Regions from separate parts of the Sus scrofa genome. Here region 2 is linked to region 1. The links are chromatin contacts, called in public Hi-C maps. All regions are on one chromosome and are shown on one strand. The core of a region is the stretch at or near the end of the contact, and the rest is flanking DNA. Distances in the headings are between cores, read along the strand shown. Region 1 holds the start of NID1 (nidogen-1). Region 2 overlaps NID1 (nidogen-1).

What was found. Hi-C and Micro-C count contacts between places; a contact is called where the count stands out from the background.
Region 2: a Hi-C map of embryonic fibroblasts shows a contact between it and region 1, with 3 times the contacts expected there. The contact joins the enhancer-like site here to the promoter of NID1 in region 1. A contact is called at or near these places in 9 of 47 Hi-C or Micro-C datasets (embryonic fibroblasts, fetal heart ventricle, heart right ventricle and 4 more) and 1 of 2 datasets of contacts at active chromatin or transcription factors (skeletal muscle).

The regions. Positions count from the first base shown.
Region 1 is chr14:55,236,351-55,241,918 of Sscrofa11.1, forward strand. It overlaps NID1 (nidogen-1), which reads left to right and starts at 2,977. Exons shown (of 20, transcript XM_021073758.1): 1 at 2,977-3,626. The coding sequence starts at 3,402.
Region 2 is chr14:55,295,659-55,301,226 of Sscrofa11.1, forward strand. It overlaps NID1 (nidogen-1), which reads left to right. Exons shown (of 20, transcript XM_021073758.1): 10 at 5,546-5,568. Among named protein-coding and RNA genes, the nearest start is that of NID1, 59 kb to the left of the region's middle. Within about 2 kb of position 3,348, at least 15 of the 83 cell types and tissues checked have an H3K27ac peak or open chromatin away from gene starts, as enhancers often do. A contact at or near this core is called in embryonic fibroblasts, retroperitoneal adipose tissue and subcutaneous adipose tissue, where this site is marked.

The sequences.
Region 1 (5,568 bases), core at 1,727-4,226:
AAAGGAGTGGCTGGCACCCAGCCCACATTGTCCTAGCAGGAGGCATAGCACCAGGCAACCTGTAGTAAGTACAGGGCTATAAATAGGAAATGACAGATTGTTTACAGTATATACTAAAGACAATACTAATGAAATTAGGAAACAGAAGCATATGTAAAAATAGAGCATGAACACTGTATATAAACAAGGGAGCAAATACATTTTGTGGATAGAAATCAAAGGAGAAAGTTCTCCTTCTACAGAAAAGCAGGAGGGGGAGTTCCCGTCATGGCTCAGTGATTAACCAATCCGACTAGAAACCATGAGTTTGCAGGTTTGATCCCTGGCCTTGCTCAGTGAGTTAAGGATCTGGCATTGCTGTGAGCTATGGTATAGGTCACAGACGCGGCTCAGATTTGGCATTGCTGTGGCTGTGGTGTAGGCCGGCAGCTACAGCTCTGATTAGACCCCTAGCCTGGGAACCTCCATATGCTGCGGTAGTGGCCCTAGAAAAGGCAAGAAAAAAAAAATGCAGGAGGGTTCGGTAGAAAGAACATTAGTTTGGTTCCAAATCCTGGCTCTTCCACTAACTGTGAAACCGGGTGCAAAAATTTTGCAAATCTCATTTCCCCTATCTTTGCTATAAAACTACCAGCTGTGCAATCGTTACTAGTATTAAATTCGCATCTACTGTTGCTATCCGTGTATGGGTTAAACATGCCACTATGTAATGTTGTGTCTGTCTAGAAAAGGGATTATGAGCTAATGATCTTTATATCTCGAATTCCTAATAGAGGGTCTGACTCAAAGTGGATTCTTAGTAAATGCGGAAATAGTGCAAATCATGAAAAATATACATTTAGAGAATAATGATTTTTTTGTTTTGTTTTGTTTGCTTTTTAGGGCTGCACCTGCGGTGTATGGAAGTTCCTAGGCTAGGGGCTGAATCTGAGCTGCAGCTGCTGGCCTATGCCACAGCAACGCCAGATCCAAGCTTCCTTTGCAACCTATACCACAGCTCATGGCAACTCAGGATCCTTAATCCACTGAGTGAGGCCAGGGATCAAACCCTAATGGATACTAGTCGGGTTCATTACCACTGAGCCACAACAGGAACTCCCAATAATGACAGCTTTACTACTAGCCAAGTACTTAACGTTGTGCTCAGCTCTGTGCTAGGAGTATTTCATGGATCGTCTTAATTCTCATAACAATCCTTTGACTGTAGAAAGGAACAGCCCTTGCAAATGAGGAGGTCATAGAAACCTGCCCAGGTTCACAGGGTGAGTAGTAAAAGCAGAGCCCAGGCCTCAGCCAGCCTGGACTCCAGGCTACTGTGAACAGGCTATGTGGGGAACTGCTCTTGCTTCTGCATTAGCTGAGTAAAGTTCCATGGACCAATAGGAGTTTCAGAAGCCATCTGAGTACTAAAAAGGCAGAGAATTCGTGAGAGGGGTGAGAGCATTCCAGGACAGGCAATGGCTTCTGAGATGGCTCTGCTGTCAAGCAGAGGGTAGGAAGGAGGGGAGTGTCTGGGTGCAGGCGGGAGGAAACTGGCTGAGCACACACTGGAGCCCTGGGAGCCATGCAGGTGAGCAGAGAGGAGCAGATGTGCCTCTGCAGGGAGTTCTCTCTGTGGAAAAGGGCAGAGCTGGAGCCCAGAAACTCAGAGACAGACAGTGCAGCAGCTGAGGATACTTAACCGCACGGACTAGAGTCAAGAAGTGCTTCTGGAGCTGAACGGAGGAGGCTCTGAGCGAAGCAGTTCTGGGAGAGAAATGAAGGAAAAGCCACCGGATTTTGCAGCAGATTGCAGGCAGCATTAGTCACTCTTTAACATCAAAAGAAAGAAATGTAGCAATACTGAGGCTACCATGTAGTGGCTAAGGTCATCTTAGAGCTGGACCACCCTGGGTCCCATGCAGGCTTCCAGCTATGTGACTGTAGCAAAGTGATTTAACCTCTCTGGGCCTCTCTGTCCCTCTTCTATAAATGGGGGATGGCTTTGTGATTGCAAAACGATGGTGCATTTCACTGGCTTTTTCTTCACATTTTCTCCTGGTTCAGGACTCCTGCTCCCTAAATATTATAGAGAATTTGCTATTATTAGAAAAATTATCCCAAACTGGGTCCCAGGCCCTTAATTTTAGCTGGTGAGAGGCAACGGAGGATACCCTGTTGATGCCTCCAAGTTAACAGGTCTGACATCAAACACCTATCCAAACTCTCAAAGTTGCAGCTCCCATTCCCCAACTTTAAAAGGCAGGAGAGGTTGTGCAATCCTCCAGGTTCAAAACTTTCCAGCCAGTTTAAACTTTCCTCCTTTCCCCTTCATTTCTTCCCAGTTTCCACCTTTTCTTTCCTCACTACTTTTTTTTCCCCTCTCAATGGTCCTCTGATGACCTCTGCCTCTTCTTTCAACCCACCGCTAAGTTAATGATCAACCCATTATTCAGGACACCACTTACATCACCTATCTTCCTTTGTCAAGAACACTCCCGCCAGTGTTAGAAGAGATCAGGTTCCTAGGTTTGATAGTAAAGGATTTACTTCAAACAGGACTCCTTCCCCCAAATTCTCAAGTGAGAGATGGCCCCTTGAATCCACCCAGAGCTCACGCCCTCCAGCTTCCAGAAAGTTCCTTCCCCAGACCCCTGGTGGAACTCTATCCCTTCCAGAAGACCTGGTTTGATTCCCATATCCCCAAAGTCGCTCTCCTGGACCAATTATTCCAGTCCTAATGGCACGTAGGGAGCACACCCCACATAACATTGAATAATGTCATACACTCAAGACTTTGTCTCTGCGTGTTGGCTCCTATTTCTGGCCGAACTTCCACTCAAGAGTTAAGAGAACGGATGGACGAGTAAATGGCCCTGCTCCCTTCTTGCTAATCCTCAGCACCCACTATCCCCTCTTCCTACCAGAGTCTGACCATGTGAGGGGAATCCGACCTCCGGACGCCGCCAAGCAGCGTGTCCCCGAATCCAGAGCATTTCCATGTTGCCGGGTCCCCATGACTTAGCCCAGACCCGAAGACAATGGTGAAGAGCTCAGCGCTCTGCTCCCACCTCCGGGAGGGGCCGTTCGATGGGAACTGGGTTAGTTTCAGGAACCGCGGCCACCAGTGCCCATTACCCCGCCGTGAACGAGGGCGCTTCAGCCACAACGGCGAGGGGATTCTGTGTCTCCCCTCGCCCTCCCCCTCACGGCCATTGGGTAGCCTCTGCTGCGCGCCCTGTGGACGGGGCGGGGCGCCTCTCCATCTCCCCTCGGTTCCCCTCCCCTCCCCTATTTCCCGGGGTGGGAACTTCGGGAGACCGGAGGCGTGGAGGGGTTGCTGAGGGGCGTCCGGTTACATCTCCGCCTTCCTCAGCCTCCGGCCGCCGACCCCTTGGTTTGCGGGACAGCAGTCCGGCAACATGTTGGCCGCAATCCGCTGGAGCCAGGCTGCGTGGACGCTGGCGCTGCTGCTGCAGCTGCTGCTGGCGGGGCCCGGGGGCTGCCTGAGCCACCAGGAGCTCTTTCCCTTCGGTCCGGGACACGGGGACCTGGAGCTGGAGGCCGGGGACGACCTCGTCTCCCCAGCCCTGGAGCTGAGCACAGCGCTCCGCTTCTTCGACAAATCCAACATCCACTCGATCTACGTGAGTGCGACCCCGGGCGGGAGGTGGGAGCAATCTGGGGGGAGAGCGTGGAAGGCTGAAGCGGCGTCGGAAGGAAGGCCCAGGCGGGCTGGGGGCGCCAACGAAGCCGGACGGACGTGGGCGTCGTGGGCGGGGACCGCGCGACCAGCTAGCCTCTGGGGCGCGGGGTGCGGCGCTCGGTTTCCAAGCCCCCGTGGGCTTTCCGCCTCCGCCGGGCCTCCGACGCCTCCCCGCAGCCTGTTCGCTGTCGCGAGAGGGGCACTCCGGTCTGGGGAGCTCGCCCCGTCGGCGCCACCCCGTGTGCGCCCTGTCTCACTCCAGGACCCCGCGACCCCACACTCTGGGACCCGGGCGGAATTTCCTCTCCCGCGGCTGTGGGCAGCTGCGCCCGCTGGGAAGCCCGTCCGCGTCTTGTCTTTGCCTTCTGCCTTTGAAGGAAAGGAGATGGTCTGGTTGGGACCAGGCGTGGGGCAAAGGCCAGAGCTAGGTCGCAGCTGGCGCGCGGGCCCTGGGACTCCAGTAGGTGCTGGGGCAGGAAAAGACCGCCAAAGCCGGCTCTCCGCCCCCGGGGAATTTAACCGACAGCCCGTGCATTTGTGTATGTGGACTCCGGATATGTCTTGGCAATGATTCTGCTCTCTGGTTGAGTTTTTTTTCACTCCAAAGTTCAGGGCTGGGAAAGCAGAGCGCCCTGGTGATCCAATTTCCTGTAGCCCAGCACTGTCACCATGGGGGCCCCAGAAGGGGAGCGGGCCTGAGCCTTTTCGCTCTCTGGAGCCTTCTAACTGGCAGAGCCTGGGTACGCTGTCAGCTTGGTAAAGTCCTTTCGTGCCATTGCCTTCCGCCGCTGCACACCATGTGGATTTCATATAAAGCTGTGTGCATTCCAGAAGTGGGGGGAACAGCACCATCAGCGGCTGGAGCCTGTCCTACCCATGAAATGGCTGTACTGGTCTTTTGGCTGGGGCGACTGCGCCCGGGACCCACCCACGTGGAGCTGGAAGAAGAATGCGTCCTTTAAAGTCTCCACCCACAGAGTCTCCAATCCCCGTGTGGGTTGACTGACGCTGAGCTCCTTGCGCACGCAGCCTGCTGAAACCTAAGACCCCGTCATAGGTTGTTTTTTTGTTTTTGTTTTTTGTTTTTTTGGTTTTTTTGGTTTTGGCCGCATCGAAGGCATGCGGAAGTTCCCAGGACAGGGATCCAACCTGAGCTACAGCAGTGACAACGGAATCCTTAACCGCTAGGCCACCAGGGAACTCCCGTGGTAGGTTTTTAAATGCATTAAAAAAAAAAAAAGAAAAAACCCCCACAGGACTGGGAGTTCCCGTTGTGGCTCAGTAGAAACAAACCCTAGTAGTATCGATGCCTAGTATTCATGAGGATGTGGGCGATCCCTGGCCCCATCCAGTGGGTTAAGGATCTGGCGTTGCTGGGAGCTACAGGTGTAGGTCGCAAACGCAGCTCAGATTTGGTGTTGCTGTGGAGTAGGCCCGTAGCTGTAGCTCCGATTGGACCCCTAACCTGGAAACTTCCATATGCCGCACCTGTAGCCTTAAACAAACAAACCCCATAGGACTGCTGAGGAAATCAGTTATGTTGAAATACAAATTAAAATATTTTTTAAAAATTGCAGGAAGCAATTAATATATGCTTATTTTTAACCATATTAAATAGCAAGGTGTAGCAGTGGATCCAGTGGTGGGTCAGCTAGTAACAGAACTTTCAAGGTCATGAGGACTGTAAATAATATTGAGACCCTTGCAGTGGTTAAATGTGATAGAATATCTGTGACTTCTATTAGTGGCAAGGTCATTAAGTGTTAATACTACTGTGTTTTGGTGCCTACATTCATAATGGAAGGAAATGCTAAATATCAGTTAGGGGTTACTGAAAATAAAAGCGACATTTCTTTTTCCCTCTAGGGTAACAGACCCACTGA
Region 2 (5,568 bases), core at 2,098-4,597, 60 kb after region 1:
CTTGAGTTGCTTCAATTCTTTGACTACTGTGAATAAGCACGGGGGTACCAGTGTCTGTCTGCGACCCCTCTTTCAACATCTTTGGGGATACACCCGAAAGTGGAATTGCTGGATCCCATCATTTATGTTTGATTTTTTTCAGGAACCATTATCCTGTTTTCCAGAGCAGCTGCACCATTTTATGTCCCCACCACCAGTGCACATGGGCTGCAGTGTCTCCACATCCTTGCCAACCCTTGTTTTGTTTTCCTGATAGCGGCCATCCTCAGGGTGGAGGTTCATTCGTGTTTTCACAGATGAGAAAATTGAGCCAGAGCCCTTGAATGATGAAACTTGAGGCTCTGACTCCAGTGCATATATTACACTCTTTGTTTTTTTTTTTTTTTTTTTCTTTTCCTTGTTTTTGTTGTCTTTTTAGGGCTTCACCCAAGGCAAATGGAGGTTCCCAGGCTAGAGGTTGAATCGGAGCTGTAGCTGCTGGCCTACACCACAGCCACAGAAACCCCATATCTGAGCCACATGTTCAGCATATACCACAGATCACAGCAATGCCGATCTAACCCACTGACCAGCCTACACCACAGCCACAGAAACCCCATATCTGAGCCACATGTTCAGCATATACCACAGATCACAGCAATGCCGGATCCTTAACCCACTGAGCCAGGCCAGGGATCGAACTTGCATCCTCATGGATACTAGTCAGATTTGTTCCCACTGAGCCAGGACAGGAATTCCTCTTTTCCTTTTTAAAATTTCTATTGAAGCGTAGTTGATTTACAATGTTGTGATCATTTCTGCTGTATTTAACAATGTCTTCGTCGCACTTGTTCATTACTCTTAATTTCCTTGTAAATACTTCCACAGAGACAGCTTCATATCTATGTTTGTTACTAAACTTTAAGTCACTCCCAAAGTGCAGTTAGTTGACTCCTGACTCCGTGAAGAGTCTCCAGGCTGAGGCCACTCATGTAAGAATGTCAAACCACTTCAGCCAGGAATAATTGTTGCTAAACCTGCAGCAGAGGGCTGGCCAGGGAATGTCAGGAATGCTAGATAGAAGTCGGCTTCTCTGGTCAAGTTGGGGGTGTGCACACGTGTGTTTGGCCAGCATGATGAGCAGCCCCCTTGAACAACAGGGGCGGAGGGATGAAGATCTGGGGAGCTCAGCAGCCTTGGAATTTGGGAACAGTGCCTCGGGTCTGGATTAAGGGCAGCTTTAGTGTGCTGATGCAACGAGAAGGTTAGCTGATGCTGCCTGCTGCTGAGGTATTGCTGCCTTTGCTTCAGAGTGAAACGTATGTCAAGTGCTCGTTGGAATGTTGGAAATAACGGAGAGCAGAGACTGGGCTTCCAGGAATGGCTTGTACAGATGTTCAGCCAGCTTGCTGATAACTTTGCACTTGGGAGTGCTTGCTTCACTGCACAAGGCACAAGTAGGCGTGCTTCTTGGATGTCCTCTGCGGCTGTGGTGGAAAACCCTCGGATGGCCTCGCTCAGAAAGACAAGCGTCTGTGCGCACACGCTTTTGTCCTGTGGTTAGTCCTCGTCCTGGAAGATTTGCACGGTGGAATGTGGGTATCTTCCCAGGCAGGCTGCTCTTTGTTCTGGGTCAAGAAGTAAGCCTCGTTGTGTTAATGCGTCGCGACAAGCAGCTGTTGATAGGAAATTGCATTAAGCAGATCACTTCACATATTATTGTGACTTGGAAAGTGCCTCAGAAGCGAAGGAGGTGAGCCTTTGACATTTAATGGGCGTACATTGATGTAATGACAGAGGACATCCGAAACAAGGCTGGTGCTGGTTAGACACTGTAGAGTGACCCTCCCAAGTCCTTTGAAAGATTTCCAATTGAATCGGAGAGTGCTGCCACCTGGCAGAATGGCTTCTATACCGGGAGCCTGTAAGACAGAGTTTTGGACAATCTCTCCTTGAGTAGTTTTGCATACACACAAGGCATTTAACAAATCAGTTGTGAGATGCTTCTCCTCCTAGAGCCTGGCGCTTATGAAAAGGGCAAATTGGAGAAATCTAGAGTCATTGAAAATAGGTAAAAAGTAGCCACTCTGAAAAAAAGTAAAAAAAAAAAGGAAGCAGTAAAGTATAAGCCAGGATTTTCCTGTTGGGTTAGAGAATTATTTATGTGAGAGGAAATAAATCCTAGAGAGGTTAACCAACTATTGAATAATATAAACAAGAATCTTCAAGCAGGTATTGTGGTATTCTATGAGAAACGGTTAATCACAAAAGAATTCATTCTTTCTCTAAAGAATGGACTAGAGTCCTAGCCTCAATTTACAGAAGGGAGGGTTTAAATTAGGCGTTAGGAAGACTTTCTGAACCCTGAGGACCATGAGATATTCGTAGGACAATTGCTAGGGTTTTGCTTTAAAAAAAGTGTCATGGAGTTCCCACTGTGGCACAGCAGGTTAAGGATCTGGTGGTGTCTCTGCCACAGCTTGGTTTGCTGCTGAGGTTCGGGTTCTATCCCCAGCCTGGTGCAGTGGGTCAAGGATCCGGTGTTGCTGCAGCTGTGGCATAGGTCGCAGCTGTGGCTCTGATTCGATCCCTGGTCTTGGAAACTTCTATATGCCATGGGTGCAGCCAAAAAGCAAAAAAAAAAAAAAAAAAAATGGTGTTGCTCTGTTTGGATTATACGTGTAGACCCACATGGAGGTGGGGGTGGCGCCAGGGGACCATCCCCTCCCTCATCCTGCGGGCCCCCAGGTCCTGTTTGCCAGCCCTTCTCCAGGTAGGGTGTGCGTGCAGGGTAAGCATCTTTCCATCACCAAAGGAGCTTTCTTGAAACACACAGTTTCTCTTTCCATAAACCTCCCTGGGAGTGGGGAAGGAAGCTTGGAAAACTTCCCCTGGTGATTTTGTTCTGTCCCTTTGATTGAAAACTGCTGCTCTCTGCCACTGGCAGTTGAGTCAAAGCCAGGGAGCCCTGCAGTCTGCACAGCATGTCCAGGCATCTGTGCCCGGAGTGTCCTCTGAAGGCTGTGATGCAGAGACAGCGAGGCTGCAATGATCCTTTCCTCCCATGTTGTGGGAGCAGCAGCTGGTGGATGGAGCTGGAAAGTCACACAAAGCTGAACCTCCCTCCTCCCCTGTCTCACCTCCAGTTGTTAAGAGGCTGTCTTTGGAGGGGCTTTGTTCTGTAACCTTCCAGCTGTGCCTAGAGGTGTCCTCTGGTCTGAGATCTTGTATCTTAAACACAACACAGGAACATGCATTCCATTATAGTTTCAAAAAGCTGAATGCCGTTTGGCTTAGGGTTTGGTCTGTGAATAGGTCAAACCAGGGGCTGATGTGGCAAAAATGCTAGTCTTGTGCAATATTGTCCAATAAGCCAGCAAGGCTTTTGCCTCAGCAATGAAGAGGCCAGCTTGCCTGGCCATCGGAGGAGGAGGCTTGAGAAGGATTCCCATTAAGGCATTGAGAGGGGGAGGGGAGCTGTGTGGTCTCATCTGTTATGAAATCTTCCTCACACGCACCTCCAAGGGTTCTGAAAACACCAGAAGTGGAGTTCCCGTTGTGGCTGAGTGGGTTAAGAACCCAACATAGTGTCTGTGAGAATGCGGGTTCGATCCCTGGCCTTGATCGGTGGGTTAAGGATTCAGCACTGCTGCGAGCTGCAGATCTGGTGTTGCCATGGCTGTGGTGTAGGTTGGCAGCTGCAGCTCTGATTCAACCTCTCTGGCCCAGGAACTTCCCTATGCTATAGATGTGGCCATAAAAAAAAAAAAAAAAAAAAAAAATGCCAGAAGTAACTACGTTCTAAGAGTGAGGTTGACACAGAAGGAATTTGTGTGACTGTATTTATTTCACTCTATCAGGGGACAGGTAACCAAGGAAATGACAGGGGAGCTTGATTTCTTGTCTGGAGCAACCAGCCTTACTGTGGTGATAGCCACAGACTGGTCCCCAGTGCCAGTGGCCATCTGCAGACCATGTTCTAGAATCAACCACATCCATACCCCATCCCTGTTGTAGGATGAATCCCTAAAAATGATAATAATAGCTACATTTTTTTGGCTGTGCCCTCAGCATATGATAGTTCCTGGGCCAGGGATCGAACCTGTGCCACAGCAGTGACAACGCTGGATCCCTAACCCACTGAGCCACCAGGGAACTCCAATAGCTACCTTTCTTGAGTATGCTAGGTTTATATCCTTCTGGCTTACATCCATTTTCTGTCGTCTTCAGAAGAACCCCTCAAGGTGAATGGTAGTAGTGTGCTTACTTGCCAATAGAGAAACAGGCTGAGCAGGTAGGCAGCTTGCCCAAGACCACATAAGCTGATAACCAAGGAGGCAGGATTTATCCTTTTTTTTTGTGTATGTGTGTGTGTCTTTTTAGGGTCACACACGCTGCATGAGGAGGTTCCCAGGCAAGGGGTCCAATTGGAGCTGTAGCTGCTGGCCACGGCCACAGCCATAGCCACAGCAGCACCAGATCCAAGCCACGTCTGCGACCTATACCACAGCTCATGGCAACACTGGATCCTTAACTCACTGAGCAAGGCCAGGGATCGAACCAGAGTCCTCATGGATTCTAGTTGGGATCGTTAACCACTGAGCCATGATGGGAATTCCCAGGGAGTCAGGATTTGAACCCCAGCCATGTCGAGCTCCAAAGCAGATCTTTTTTTTTTTTTTTCCCAGTATTTCATGCAGCAGCTACAATACTGTCATGTGGGAGGACATTGCTTACAGTCTTACAAGTTCATGGTTTTCCTTTTAGTGCATTAAGTTCTAGATCATGTTCCAAAATTCACAATTAGACTTTCAACAAAATGTTTTTTCCTCTGTCACTGTCATGAGAGAAAGGAAATATTTTTGAACAATAGCATATTGAATTAGGCTCTTTAGTTTAGGAACCTTATTCAGAGTCCGGACACTTGTCTGCATATGTTTCTAACATGTATTTGCCCATTTGATGTTAGCAGGCCCCAGGCTCAACTACCAACCCCAGGAGAGCGAGGGGAAGCCCATGTTTACTTAGGAGGAAGGTCCTGGGACCATTCCCTAAAATTATGCACAGAGGAGTCCCCTGGTGGCTCAGCAGGTTAAGGACCTGGCGTTGTTACGCCAGTGGCTCTGGTAGCTGCTGTGGCACAGGTTCGACCCCTGGCCCGGGAATTTCTGCATGCTGCAGGCACAGCCAAAAAAACAGTAAAAAATAGATGTTCCCATTGTGGCTGGGTGGGTTAAGAACCTGGCTTGGTGTCCCTGAGTGTGCAGGTTTGATTTCTGGCCTCCATCAGTGCGTTAAGGATCCCGTGTTGCTGTGGTGTAGGTTGCAGATGTGGCCCGGATCTGGTGTTGCCATGGCTGGGGTGTAGGCTGGCAGCTGTAGCTCCAGTTTGACCCCTAGCCTGGGAACCTCCAGATGCTGCACTTGTGGCCCTAAAGAAAAAAGAAAAAAAAAAAGATCCATTTGTGGGCCAAGTGCTTTGTATTGTATTAATGTTTAATGATGTTTGGACAGGGTTTGTTTTTTTTTTTTTTAAGTCTGTATTTTTAAAAAAACTTTGTTGCAGATATCAACGAGTGTTCAGAACAG